2 separate regions of the Mus musculus genome follow, and region 1 is linked to region 2. The links are chromatin contacts, called in public HiChIP or PLAC-seq maps. All regions are on one chromosome and are shown on one strand. The core of a region is the stretch at or near the end of the contact, and the rest is flanking DNA. Distances in the headings are between cores, read along the strand shown. Region 1 has its middle 22 kb from the start of Gm26747. Region 2 overlaps Irf8 (interferon regulatory factor 8).

Region 1 (7,220 bases), core at 2,065-4,564, 680 kb before region 2:
TCACTTTGTAGACCAGGCTGGCCTCGAACTCAGAAATCTGCCTGCCTCTACCTCCCAAGTGCTGGGATTAAAGGCGTGCGCCACCACCACCCGGCTGAGGGGTGTCTTCTTGAGAGAAGGCTGAGACCAGGGGACATTGGCCTACAGCCGTTACCCTGAGTAGTGGGACAGGTATCGGAAAGAGTCCTGGGGTAGGAGCAGTGGTAGGCCTGGCTTTGTCCCAGTTGTGCCCACTATGCCCTCGGGGAACTTGGAGATGATGGTGCTAGACAGATGAGAATCATGGTCACCTGCAGTTTGATGTTAATGTGGCACTGTCCTGGAAGCTGAAGGCGTTTGATCTGTCATAAAAATCTGTTTTAAGGGCACCAAGGGAAGTGTTCTCACAGGCCCAGAAGAGGAGATTTAACACAGGGGATTGGTTGTTCCCAAACTGTGGGAGTGCTGGGGGCGGGGCTTGGGAGTGCTTCCGGAGTTCAGGAGTTTGATGTGACAGGAGCTTTGGGAACTGTGCCGCTGGTAGCACCAGCCTAGAGCTCTGGGGCAGGTGGGTCCTGCTGGAGTCAACGAGTCTGTTCCCTGGGGCTGGAGAGGCAATGCTATTGGCCAGTCCTCTCTCTGCGTGAATGACTCTCACCGATGGAGTCTACTCCAGAATGCTCCAGATGGCAGAGGATTCTGGGAAATGTGTTCCCAGGCTTCCAGCTGCCATCGTAATAGGATGGGTGCTGAGTCTCCTTCAACTCTGACCCCGAGCATAAGTCTGTGTCACAGGGCGCCACTCAGGGGACCAGAACTTTCAGGGCCTTACACAGATCACAGCAGTGTGGGAACAAAGGCAGTCCTCCTGAAGACCTGAGTCATCTGGCATGCATGGGACTGCCCCTCTCCTCCTTGAAGCAGCTCAATTCTGGGTCTCACCTCTCACCTCTGTCATGCTGTCCCAGCATGGGAAAGCTGTTGGTGGCTACTTCACACACACACACACACACACACACTAATACACACACATATACACACTAATACACACATACATACACTCACATACACACATATACACACTCACATACACTTTCACACACATGCACTCACACATACACACACTCACATACACACATACACACACAAATACACACACATATACACACTAATACACACATACACATACTCACACTAATACACACACATATACACACTAATACACACATACACATAGTCACACACATACATACACTCACATACACACATATACACACTCACATACACTTTCACACACATGCACTCACACATACACACACTCACATACACACATACACACACAAATACACACACATATACACACTAATACACACATACACATACTCACACACATACATACACTCACATACACACATATACACACTCACATACACTTTCACACACATGCACTCACACATACACACACTCACATACACACATACACACACACATTCACATACACACGTACATACACACATACACATATACACACACTCACATACACACACTCAATACACACATACACACACTCACATATACACTTACACACACATGCACTCACATATACTCACACACATACACACACTCACACACATACACTCACACACACATATGCACACATACATACACACACATGTACACATGCATATACAACCCACTCACACACACACGTACACACATACACACTCGAGCACACACACACACACACACACACACACACACACACACACACACACTTCTTATTTATCCCTCGCCCCTGCAGCTCTTCCCGTGCCCCTGCCTGCTCCTCTGGCTTCTTTCTTGCTTCTATTTGGTCTCCCTTTAAAGTAACTTTTCCCTAAATAGATTTTTTTTTTTCAGACTTTGAGCTTCACCATCCAGAAAGCAGCATTCTTTAAAAAGATCATAAAAATACATGCCCACCAGAAAAAAAAAAGCCTGGGAAATAGAGACTCTGGGAGAAGACAGAAGCCTGGCCTGACCCCACACAGAACAACAGCGGTAGCTACATGCATAGAAATGCAGGATCATGTTGGCGCATCAATGGAAGTCAGGGCACCTCACAGCTGCTGGGGTGGCGTCTCTCTTTGTTGCAATCACAAGCAGTTGGGTTGACTTGCGAGTTCCCAAGAGGAACCCTGGGAAACCTGTCTTGAGTTAAACAGCCCCAGGCTCTGTCCTGCCTTGGAGAAGAGTGTTTGGAAGCTGTGCTGGTCAAAGTGTAACCGGAGCCCTCAAAGGGTTCCATCTCCCCAGCCCAGCTTCAAGCTGACCACTGCATTGCCTGGCGTGGAAAGAAGCCTGGTTGTCTAGGGACTGAGGACTCCTTGCTGATTCCATACCCCAGTGCCTGATGGGTCTTAATGACACAAGGTTAGTAAGACGATGGGCTATGACCATCTTCTTACTGTGAAAACCAACCTAAGGTACAGAGGTTAGTCACACAGCTAGGAAATGGTGATGTTGCAGTCTCTGCCCCCCCCCCCCCATTTTGTCATTGTATATGTATAGATGTTTTGCTTGCATGAATGTCTGTGTATCATGCGCATGCCTGGTGCCCAGAGAGGCCTGAAGAGGGAGTGGAATTTCCTAGAATTGGAGTTATAGCCGGTTGTGAGCTGCCGTGTGGCTGCTGGGGATTGAATCCAGGTCCTCTAGAAGAGCAGCCAGTGCTCTTAACTGCTAAGCCATTGTTTCAGTCCCGTGTTTACCTTTTTCTAAAAAAAAAAAAATATGTGTATTCACACACACACACATATATATATATATATATATTCCCTTGAGACATATACATACATACTCACACACATATACTCACACACATATACTTACATACATATATATGCACACACACACACAAGGGAATATATATATATTCCCTTGACATGTGGGGTTCCGGGTTCTCTTCACTCAAAGTTGCGAAGCCTTCACAACCCTAGAGTGTTTCAGCGAAGCTTGAACTAAGGAGTTCTCACCCATCTCTCCTTCCCATCTGAGGCAAATGTGATCTCCCAGACTCCATGGGCTTGCCCGTCCTGGACACTGTCCAGAAGGGGAATACAATAGGTATGGCCTTCAGTCACCAAAGCTGTGTTTGTGGCTTCTCAGCATCACGGGCCTGCCTCTGGTTGCTCTTCACAGGGCTTTCGTGAAGATAAAAGAAGCTCTTTCTCAGAATAGTTCCTTGGGTAGGATAGAATCTGTGAGAAATAGTTTGCCTGGTTGCCCTGCTGTTGAGCACACAGAGCAAGACCCAGCCACACGGGACCACCAAGACGACACGGACCGTTAGCTCCTGCTTACCACAGACTTCTGGAACAAAATTCTGGGTGGAGCCCAAAGCTACCCAGGGGACACTGGCAACTAACTTCTAGGAACCTCAGTTCCCAAGGGATGTGGCGAGGCAGCTTGGGCCTTTTGCTCCAGACTGAGCTGCCCACAGACACAAGGGCTGTGTGAGGTGCGATCCCCTTGGTCTGCTTCATCCAGCTTCCATGGGGCCTTCCACTGCAGGGCTCAGAAACTGAGCTCCGCCCTCCAGGTCCAGTGCCTCAGTTTTCCCCAAGGAGCTGCAGACTCTTAATGCCCAAGGGGGATTTCCAAACACAAGAGCTCTCACGGTGACATGGTTGCACGTTGACTTCCTGTCCTCTCATTACTGAGACTGCCCTGAAGTATGTCCCTCAGCTGGAGCCACTCTCATCTCTGGTCTGAGCCTAAATTGCAGGTTGAGCCAGTGGCCATCACTGGGGTCTGGTCGTAAGACAGTGTGTCTGAGAAGGCTGAGCCTGTGGCTCCTCTCCTGAAAGATCCACCCTCCACTGGAGAACCTTCGGCAAGTCTTTCATGGGTCAGACTGGTTTGTTTCCAGCCCCCTCTCCTTCCTCTCCACCAGGCAGTCGGGGGCATATGGTCCTTCCAGCCTCTTCAGCAAAAGGAGTTCAGGGAGCAGCCAGCCAGCTGCCTTGATGATGGGAGTCGGTTAGATTGCAGGGGCAGTGGGCTTCTGGAAGGTGTTGATTTAGAACATGTGTGGGCAGACCCAGAAGTCATCTCCCAGCCTCATGTCACTCTGGTGGCTGCTGACTTTGCTGTGGTCACTCCACCTAAACAGCACCTTATTTTGGGGATCAGTGCACACCGGGAAGAGCAGAGCTGAGCTCCCTGCACCCCGTTCCTCCTGTGCTGATGGACAGACCCAGGGGTAGGAATAGAGTCAGTCTTAACTGCCATGTAGCAACTGCCCTGTCAAGTGGCTGGGAATGGTGATGCAAACCAGGGCATGGTTTAATCTCCACTTTATGCAGGATGGTCTGCGCCATGCCTGGTCACCTGCCAGTGACCACGCTGGGGCATTTGTCCATTCTGGCTTGCACCAGGGCTCATGACTTTGCAGTTTTCCAGGTCACACCCTGAGAAGTGCTGGCAGAGTGAGCACGTACTGGTAGGGGGCAGGGTGAGGCCCAAAGGCTATGGGGGACATCCATGGGCCAGCCAGAGGGAGCCACTTCACACACACACCCTGACCTGGCCTGTGGGGCTCCTGTGCACACCCGAGCCCAGCCCTTGGCAAGCTGTGGGGAACACATGTGTGGAGACTCAGCCCAACCTTCCTGCTGGGCCCCAGCAGGCATGGAAAGGCCTTGTTTTTGGAAGCTGTAGACTCTGGCCTCCCTGGGGCATGGTGGAGCCTGAGTGACAGACAGTGGCATGTCGGCTCAGGCTCTTCCTCAGGGCCCAAGGAAACATTTCCTCTGTCATGAGTGTACTAAAAATGTATATGTGTGTGAGTGTGTGCGTGCAAGAGTGTGTATGTATGTGTGTAAGAGTGTGCTGTGTGCATATATGTGTGCATGTACATGAATGTGTATGTATGTGTGTGAGTGTATATGTGTGAGTGTGTATGTATATGTGTGTGCACATGTAAGTGTGTATATGTTTATGAGTGTGTGCTGTATATGAGTGTGTATGTATGTGCATGCATGTGCTGTGTATGTATGTATGTGTGTGTGTGTGCACATGTAAGTGTGTATATGTTTATGAGTGTGTGCTGTATGTGAGTGTGTATGTATGTGCATGCATGTGCTGTGTATGTATGTATGTGTGGGTGTACATGTATGTGTACTGTGTATGTGTGTATGGTATGTGTCTGTGTGTAAGTGTGTATATGTGCATATACTCTTACACTTACACGTGCAAGTCAGAGGAGGACATCAGACACTCTACTCTCTCACTCTTCACCTTAATCTTTTAAGACAGAGTCTCTCACTGAGCCCTGAGCTCAGCTGGGGGCCAATAATCTTCATGATCCTCCTGTCTGTCTCCTATGTCACATGGCTAAGGCACACACATGCACACGCATACACACACTCACACATATATGCCCACACACCTAGAGTAAGTGCATAGGTGTGTTTGCCTTCTGAGCCTCTCCCCAGCCCTGAAACAAGCATATAGGAATATTCCTTGCTTTGTGCACAGCCCTGGAAGTTCCCAAGGGCGTGGTTGCTGCTGGGACATCCCCTTCACCTGCTCCGAGATGAGGTGTGAAGAGGGAATGGGGCCCTAGGACTGATCCTGGTGGCCTTGACTTCAGTGTCTGTGGGTGGAACTCAGGAATCAGTGAGGCCAGATGGGAACGCCACTTCTTTGTCCTCCCTCAGCTTGAGTTGGAACCTAACCGTTCCTCCCATTATGGACACAGGCTGTGAGCCAGTGAGCCAGCGCTGTTAACAAAGCCTGTCACTTTGTCACCAGCTGGTCATGGCTGTTTTCTCCTCCCAGCACAGAAGTGTCAGTCTTTTGAGACGACCTACAGTCTGAGATCAGGGTGTCTGAGGTCAGGAAGCTGTGAGATCATGTTCCACAGGGGTGTGTCTGTTGTCCCACTTTCGGCCATTTTGATGGCTCTTCCGTGCTATCTCTCCTACACCCCCATGAGTTTTATGCATGTCACAACATTCCAGGGAGGATCCTTGGGCTTCCCACAGCTTCCAAAGGAGCTGAGGTCTGAGAGAGAGAGAAAGAGAGAGAGAGAGAGAGAGAGAGAGAGAGAGAGAGAAAGAGAGAGGACTCGATTTTGTTTTGAGAACTCTGGAGTCCTCAGGAGAACCCACTTACCACCTTCTTCCCAAAGCCCTTTCTCCTTTCTCCTTCCCAGTGCCAGGGTCCTGGGGTGCAAGGATGTGGGCGGAGGACCCTGAGCTGTCGGGATTCACAGGGGAGCCGGGTGGGGCTGTTTTCCATGGCTACCTGCCCCTTCTTAACCGACTCCACAGCTGGGTTTCATGGCCCTGTGCCTGCCCTCCCGGGGTGACTGGGTCAGGAGAAGATCTGTCTCACATCCACAGGTTGCCCTGCCCTTGAGTGTGGGGACAGGGAAGGGAATGAGGAGAGATAGCTGCCTCTTTGTGGCCAGTAGGGGGATGAAAGGGGAGTCCTCGGGCATGGCTGAGCAGGATTGTTCTTGATGGTGCCTTGGTGGGCTGAGAAGGGAGGCTATGCCTTCCCAAGAGGTCTGCATGGTGCTCAGCCCATGGCCTGGTGTGTACCTGGGAGATTCTAACCAGGGCTTCTGCCACTACGACTTTCCTGTGTCAGCATTGCTGTCCACACTTGGCAAAGCCAGATCTCTCAGCCTGCCCATGGATACCCAGCCCAGGGTCAAGCACCGTGATGGGTCACCCCAGAAGAGGGCAACAGCTGGTCTCTAGGCAGGGTCAAACTATCCTTGGCTTCTATACCTTGAGCTGGGCATGCCCACCTGTCGCCTCAGCTGATGCCTTTGGCTACTCTGCGGACATCAGCTTGGTCTCCTGATTCTCGCTCTGTCATTCACTAGCTGTGGAACCTGGGCATCAGTATCACCCGCCCATGTCTCTGGTTCCTCATCTGTAAAGTGGGGACAGAACAGTATTATGCAGGGCTGTAATGAGAAGCAGATGAGCTCTCTATGCCATGCTCATAGGAAACACTTGTGGTTTGTTTATTATGGTTGTCACAGCAATGCTTGACACTAGCTTAGTGCTGGAAAACAGCACAAGGTTTCAAAGTATCCTTAATGAGCAGGCTTTCTGTGATCGATTAGTAATGTCTGTTGGGAACAAAGCCAGGAAAGGGTGAGCGGTAAGAACTCACATTCCTGAAAGGAGGTTCCTCCTTCGGACTAGTGAGTCTCCTAGAGAGGCAGTTGGAGTCGACTC
Region 2 (7,096 bases), core at 1,747-4,246:
TCCACCTGTGTAGTGTGCCTGACATCCCAGCAGCTTGTGGTTTTATTTTATTTTATTTTTAATTTATTTATTTTGAGACAGGGTCTCACTGTGTAGCCCTGGCTGTCCTCAAAGTCATTATGTAGACCAGGCTGGCCTCTAACTCTGAGAGACTTGCCTGCCTCTGCCTCCTGAATGCTGTGATTAAAGGCATGCATCTCCATGTCTGGTCTCAGTATCCTCCGTTAAACAGGAGGAAAAGACTACAGAGTCCCAGCTGGGGGGAGCCTCTGTAGGACACCTCAAAATAGTCAAGGCTATGCAAGCCAGGCAGTCTGAAGGAGTCACAGTCAAAGAGATGTGACTACCCTAGGATATGGGATCATGATGGGTCCCAAGATAGGTAAAAGGGAGAGGAGACATTTAATAAATACCAGAAAAGTGTGGGATTTCATTAACAAAAGTGTGCTAAGGTTGGTTAGTTCCCTGCAGGGGTTATCCGTGTCAGGAGCAGAGGCCACCCCGGGCTGGGTCCATCATGGCTTGAGTTGAGTGGTGGGAGATTCTATTCACGATATGTGGTCCTGGACTTTAGCCTCTAATTTCCAGAAAAACACAGAGGCGGAGACTTAGCTGTCAACTGTCACTCCAGCAAGCAACTTTGTAACAAGGTCATCTCCTCCAAGCAACAAGGAGTCCAATGTTTGTTGTAACCCTCAGGTTGTAACCTTCGTGGGCTCTGCAGTGAACCTCTGTGAGGACAGCAATGGTGGATAAGGAGACTGGCTTCAGACAACACCACCAATCAGCCCTGAGCAAGTCGTTATGACCCTGCTGTTCCTCTGCTTCCTTGGTGTCAACAGAGACAACCATCTCAGGACATTATTGAGCGGCTAAAGGAGGTGAACCAGGATGGCAAAGCAGCCCATGATAAGGGTCTCGTGGACAAGACAACACAGCGGCCAAAAAAAAAATCCCCACTCTTTTCTGATATGAACTAAGCATTCCAGGAAGTCCACCCAGCACCCATCCAGGAATGCTCGAGGTGTGAGGTTGGTCTAGTTCTGCTCCAGAACACTAGGTTCTGTATCAGTGTCTGAAACAGACCTGCAAGAGAGCTGGGTGACACCCAACCTCTCCCGGCTAGGTGGTCTCTCGGACTCACCTTGCTTCATATGCCTCACCCTTTTGCTCTATCCATGACATATAGGAGAGTCCCACATCACAGGAGGCCAAGCAAGGTAAGAAGAAGGAGTTTCCCGTGTGATGCAGTAAAGATGGAGACTCAAGGCTGGAGAGTCCTCGTACCTGTTCATTGGCTAAGAAGGGCTGGAAGAACCTCCCAGAAGCCCAGTGGAGCCTTCCCTTGTATTCCCTGGATGTTATCCAGTCACAGACCCTTCTGGAAGAACCATTGCCTCAGAGATGTCAAGGCCCATAGCTGGGTGAGAATGGGACCCTCCCCTGAAACACACAGAGGGAGACAGAGTGCCTGACACAGTTAGGGTTCTGTGGTAAGGAACCTGTCAGGCTGCTGACCTCCCATCTTCCACTAAGCACTGGGCCACCTCATGACCACTACAAGCGGCTCTGCCATTTATAGCTCACCTCTGGGTCTTAATTTCTCTATCTGAATAGTGAGAGTGATGTTCTTGAAGTGGAGGGAGATGGGATGGGGGTTCCACCACCTGTCACAGAGTCTTCCTGATCATGACTGAGGTGACCTGCCCCTGGACGTGGCTGAGGCATGCAACTCATGGGTGAGGGGACCTGCCCTGGATATCACTGGGGCCACTCAGGATCGTGGGTAGAATCCAGCATGCTGGAATGGATCGCTGTCCCCACCGGGTTGTCTTCTAGTCCAGAAGACACTCGAGGCACTGTAATCCACCTGGAGAATGATTTCAAGGGATCAGCACATGGGTCACACTTAGCAGAGAGGGTGACCATATGTTCTAGAACCTTCAAGTCCCATCAGACCCAGCGGCTCCTCGCTTACACATCCACATCCATTTCACTGGACAAACATCTCTGGCCTGCTCTGTGGTGAGCGAGACAAGCCATCATCTGAAGCTTTGCCTTCGGGAAGCCCCTCTTTAAAAGTGTCATTCTCCTCCCACACCTAAGGCGATCTGTGTCCTATGGCGTCATTTACATCTCTCAGTGGCAACCGGTCCTTTAAGGTCAAGCTTGAGAAACGGGGGGGGGGGGGGGGGGTAAGAATTTTCTTTAAAAAGGTCTTTGCCGGCCCGGCCCGTGGTTTTGAGTGGAAACAAGTTCTTGGCTGTGACACCATCGTGGTCGGAGCTCACACCCTGAGAAAGGAAACATGGCCTCAAACTTGACAATAAGAAAGACCCTAGAACAAGAAGACCAAAGCAGGCAGCAGCCCCCTCCCTCTCCGCTCCGCTCTGCTCCAAAACTTCTGCCACAGTCAGGGCAGGAACACAGGGAAAATCTTTCCACAGAAGCCCACCTCTGGGCCAGCCCCAGGTGGCTGAAAGCCCAGCAGGACAGAAGACAGATGCCAGTATGGACGGCAGGCTGGCAGAAGGAAGTGGCTTTCTCAGCCGGCTGCCTCGGGGAAAGAGCAGAAACTTAACCAAGAATAATACAGGGCTATTTTCAACCTTGGGGTTTCCACCCCAGTGTCCCCAAGTACTGGGGGGCAGTGTGGCTCCCATGTGAGAAGGACAGGATGCTGATGAAAGAGAGACAGCTGGGAGGAAGTTGAGTCCGGAGAAAAGGGGATGATGTGACCCGCCATCCAACCCAGGATCCCTAACTCCCATCCCGGGAGTCCTGGGTTTCTCCTCTGAAGGTCAACATTCTGTGTCACTGTCCTATGGCTGTGGACAGTGCTGTAGCAGTGACTTAAAAACAGCACACACCCGTTCCCTGACAGTCCCCAAGGTCAGGACTACAGATTGGGGTGGTGGTTCCTTCTAGAACCTCCTGTGTTTCCCTGCCAGTCCTCAGCTTCAAGAGTCATCTCAGCCCAACTAAATCCTGTCCTGCCGTGTCACGTGTCTTCTCTGGCTCTGACCCACGTGTCCCTTCTTCATAGTTCTGACTCAACCCTGTGACACTGGCTTGCATGGATAATCAAGAAGACTCTCCCATCATCAGATGTTTGACTTGTTCTCAGAGGCCTTGGCAAGAGTCACTTTATTCTGGCCTCGGGATCTCTACCCTGCATTGACCAATGCCCCGCTCATGGCACTAGAGGCTGAGAGACCCTTGCAGAAGCCACGGACAGGAAGGAAAAGGGGATCCAGGGTGGCTGAGACACTGGTTTTTCTCCCCCAAAGCTGGCTAAGGACCTGCTAAGGGGATACCTCCCATGTCCCTTTTGGGGTTTGGGCAATTTTTTAAGTTTTTTTTCTATATACTTCAGACAAAAGCAAAGTAGGGGATAGTAGGGATAGCCCTCAGCACAAAGTAGGGGATAGTAGGGATAGCCCTCAGCACAAAGGTATGACCCATAATGCCAACATATATTGAGTTCAGTCCCAATCTGCAACACAGCTCCAAGCCAGGGTCACTCAGAGCTCAGTCCTCCACTTGCACATGCTAACGGGATGGGGGGGCAGGACAGGAGGACCCTGCTCACCGGGCAGCATCCACGAAAGCCTATTCCCTTCCCCAAACCTCACCACAAGGGATCCTAGAGCCCAGATTCTGCCCTTCCTTCCCTCTCCCGCCCCTTCCCCTCCCACCGCATAGGAAAGGCTAAACCAAAAGCACACTATTTTGATGTCCTCTAAGGGATGCTCACAGCGACTCCTCCTGCAGGATGTGCGAGTCCGTAGGACTGCCTAAAGCAACATGGGATCACCTTCATGAGGGGATCTCAAGTCTCTCCGAAGCCCTGAGCCAACCACTGATCCCTTCTTCCCATCACAGGGCTCCCGGTGGGTGGATCACAGGCAACGCCTCACTGGCCTGTCCCACCACCTGCCGTGAGCATCAAAACCAAGTTTGAGGTCAGCCTGGAATATAGATTAAGATTCTTTCTCAGAAACAAACAAACAAAATAATAATAGTAAAAGAGAAAGCTACAGAACTCCAGGCTCTGGTCCGGAAGGGAAGCCAGGATCGGGGAGTCAGCAAGGCAGCCCTTCCACTAGGCTAGCACAGACTCTGTGTAAGGAACCTAATGAGAGAAGTTTAATAAATTCATTACTGTTTACAATGGAAGGCTCAGAAATGACCACATTAATATCATATTCAATTAAATCGGTGTCCATAAATAAAGGGAAAACATATAACTCTGCACAGTCATACGTTTCTTTATCACTCCAAACAATTGAGTGCTAATTCCACTATTGTTGCAGCTTGGTTTCTTGAGACAGTGTTTCACTGTGTAGCCCAGCATGGTCTGGAACTCACCATCCTCCTGCCTCAGCTTCTGGAATGCTTGGCTTACAGGAGTGCACCACCACACCCTATTAACAATTACATTATTGACATAGTTGATTGACACACACACACACACACACACACACACACACTTACTTAACCATTGGCGTTGTAGCGTGTCAGCAAGGACTATTTAATATTTATAGTTCAGCTCTCTAATCACTCCTGGCTTAATTACAGATGAGTGGTAAACAGAAATACGGTTATTTTGGGTATTTTCTGAGCGGCAGGCTCTGCTCTGTGCTCTTCGGGCCTGTTAAGCCTCTTTGTGTGTGGTATCAAATCCCTCTCGATGGTGAGGGAAATGGGAGACAGAAGCATGATGAGTGGAACCCTAGCCTGTCCTCTGGCCACACAATCAACCCTTGTCTTTCACCGGCCCAGCCAATACCTCACACAGCAGGCACCCCAGGGCACTTGCCTCACCCCACCCTGCTCTTCCCTCGATGTCTCTAGGGTCCTTGTCTTCTGTGACTGGTATGAAGGGAAGCAGAAAGTTTGTTCTGCTCAGGTGGACCTTGCAGACATTAGGGAACTAAGTAGCCACTCAGAGTCATGTTAACACACACTAACCTAATAAGGGTTTTATATGATCCCAAGAGTGGTGGTTAGGTAGCTGGCCTTTCCTTCAGGACCAAACAGTCTCCACCCAGAGAAAGTCACATTCCTTTGAGGACCCAAGTCCTGTCCCAGGAGGCCCCAGCCTTCAGAGATGCCAAATTCCCTCCCGCACTTCAGGGAGACAGCATCCACTCTTGGCCCAGAGGTTGAACTCTGAGAGACACAAACAGGACTGGATTCACTTTGCACATCCAGAGAGGAGCTGTTTATACACAAGACCCCCGTTGGAGCCCTCTGAAGCCAACGGGACTCCCTGCAGAAATGGCTGCTTTACTTTGCTCTGCAGTCAGCTGTCCTCTGGGCCAAGGATCTTGCAGAAGCTCTAACTGCACTCCCGGAACAAGGGAGGCCTCACTCAAGCCAAACATGGCCCTCTCCCGCACTTTCCACATGGGTAAGCTGGGACTAACTGGCCCTGTCTCTGAGATCCCATGAGAGCAGAGACAGTGCACACTGCCTCAGAGACAGCAGAACTAGCAGTCTGTGCCCACCTGCGGTGTGGGGGTGGGGAGGGCCTTTGTTCCCAGTTGCTACTGAAATGGCCCCTGGGCTGGTTATAGCACCAGTGAGGGTCATTCTGAGCCGGTGTCTGGCATAAGTATGTGTGCACGAATGGAAGATCACACCTCAGCGCTATGACTGGTGACCGTCCCACTAATGCTTCTAGAAGCTTCCAGAAGGGTGCTGTCAGCATAGTCTCCTTCCTCCATGCCCTCCCATGCTGCACGAGGCCTGGGCTCACTGAAACCCTAATCTACATCTGGTAGAACAGCGTGGATTGCCCGCCCTCTGTGCTCTCCTGTGTCTGTTATTCTCCAGAGCTTTCTGCTATTGTCTTAAGAGAAGAAAAAAAAATCCCTAAATCCTTGAAAATCTCAATCCATTATTTCTTAAAAGTAAATTAAAGATTTATTTTAAAGATTCCTTTAAGGATTCACAGTGACTCACACCTCTCCTCCCCTTGCTAAGGAGGCTGAGGCAGGAAGATTGCAATGAGTTCAAAGCCTGGGCTGCAGAGTCAGATCTGGTCTCATTTTTTTTAAAGACTTTTTAAAAATAAATTTACTTTATGTAGATAAGTACACCGTCGCTGTCTTCAGACATCCCAGAAGAGGGCATCAGATCCCATTACAGATGGTTGTGAGCCACCATGTGGTTGCTGGGAATTAAACTCAGGACCTCTGGAAGAGCAGTCAGTGCTCTTAACCACTGAGCCATCTCTCCAGACCTCTGGTCTCGTTTTTTAACATCAAAATTTAAAAAGAAAAAAAAATCCTGGAATCTAATGAAAACTATATTCAAAAGTGATTTTTTAAAAAAAGAAACAAACATTACTTTTGTGAAAGAGCAACTTTTTTTAATAAAGGATGAAATCAATACTTCTTAAGAGAATACAAAAATAAATATTTGGACACTAGCACTCCTTGAGGCAGGTGGAAGGTGACATGTGACAAGGGGCCTTGTGAACAGGTTGTCCTGGCTTCGGAAGGGACACTCCTGCTTTGACTGAGGGGGAGAAGCAGGGGCCCAGGATTCTGTTTGCATGTATCACACACTCCAAGGATTCTGTTTGCATGTATCACACACTCTGTCGACCCTGTCTGTTGAGCAGGCCCCACCCAGCACCTTCACACAGTAGCCGGGAAGGTCACCGTGGTCCTTAGCTTTTCAGGTTGTAAGGTATGGCCTGTAGCTTGTAGCTGCTCTGGACCCTCAGGCTTTTCCCCAGAGCAACAGTCAGCAGGTAAGGCTTTCCTGCAGTTCCCCAGGGAATGCAGAGCACCTAGGCTTCTCTAGCTGCGTGGAGCATGTAACCCAGCTTGTTACAAAGTTGAACAAACGGAGAAGCTCTCCTTCTCTCAGACAAAAGCAGATGATGACTCTCCCTGCCCCCACATCTGCTTGGCTTTCTGCCCCTGTTGTGTACTGACCCTCAAACTAACTCCTTTTCAGCGGCTCCCTCCTCCGGGAAGTGTCCCTTAGGCGGGGCTATAGTCACTGATTTAGATTACTTACAAACTAGGTTGGACAGCCAGATTGGGGGCGCAAATGGTGCGGTAGGGGGACATTCCGC

The links. HiChIP or PLAC-seq counts read pairs in DNA pulled down with a chosen protein or histone mark.
Region 1: an SMC1A HiChIP or PLAC-seq map of large pre-B cells shows a contact between it and region 2, with 3 times the contacts expected there. The contact joins two enhancer-like sites.

The regions. Positions count from the first base shown.
Region 1 is chr8:121,436,810-121,444,029 of GRCm38.p6, reverse strand. No RefSeq gene overlaps it. Among named protein-coding and RNA genes, the nearest start is that of Gm26747, 22 kb to the right of the region's middle. Within about 2 kb of position 3,314, at least 24 of the 459 cell types and tissues checked have an H3K27ac peak or open chromatin away from gene starts, as enhancers often do.
Region 2 is chr8:120,755,956-120,763,051 of GRCm38.p6, reverse strand. Irf8 (interferon regulatory factor 8) reads right to left here. Exons shown (of 9, transcript NM_008320.4): 9 at 6,358-7,096. Among named protein-coding and RNA genes, the nearest start is that of Gm39266, 11 kb to the left of the region's middle. Within about 2 kb of position 2,996, at least 35 of the 459 cell types and tissues checked have an H3K27ac peak or open chromatin away from gene starts, as enhancers often do.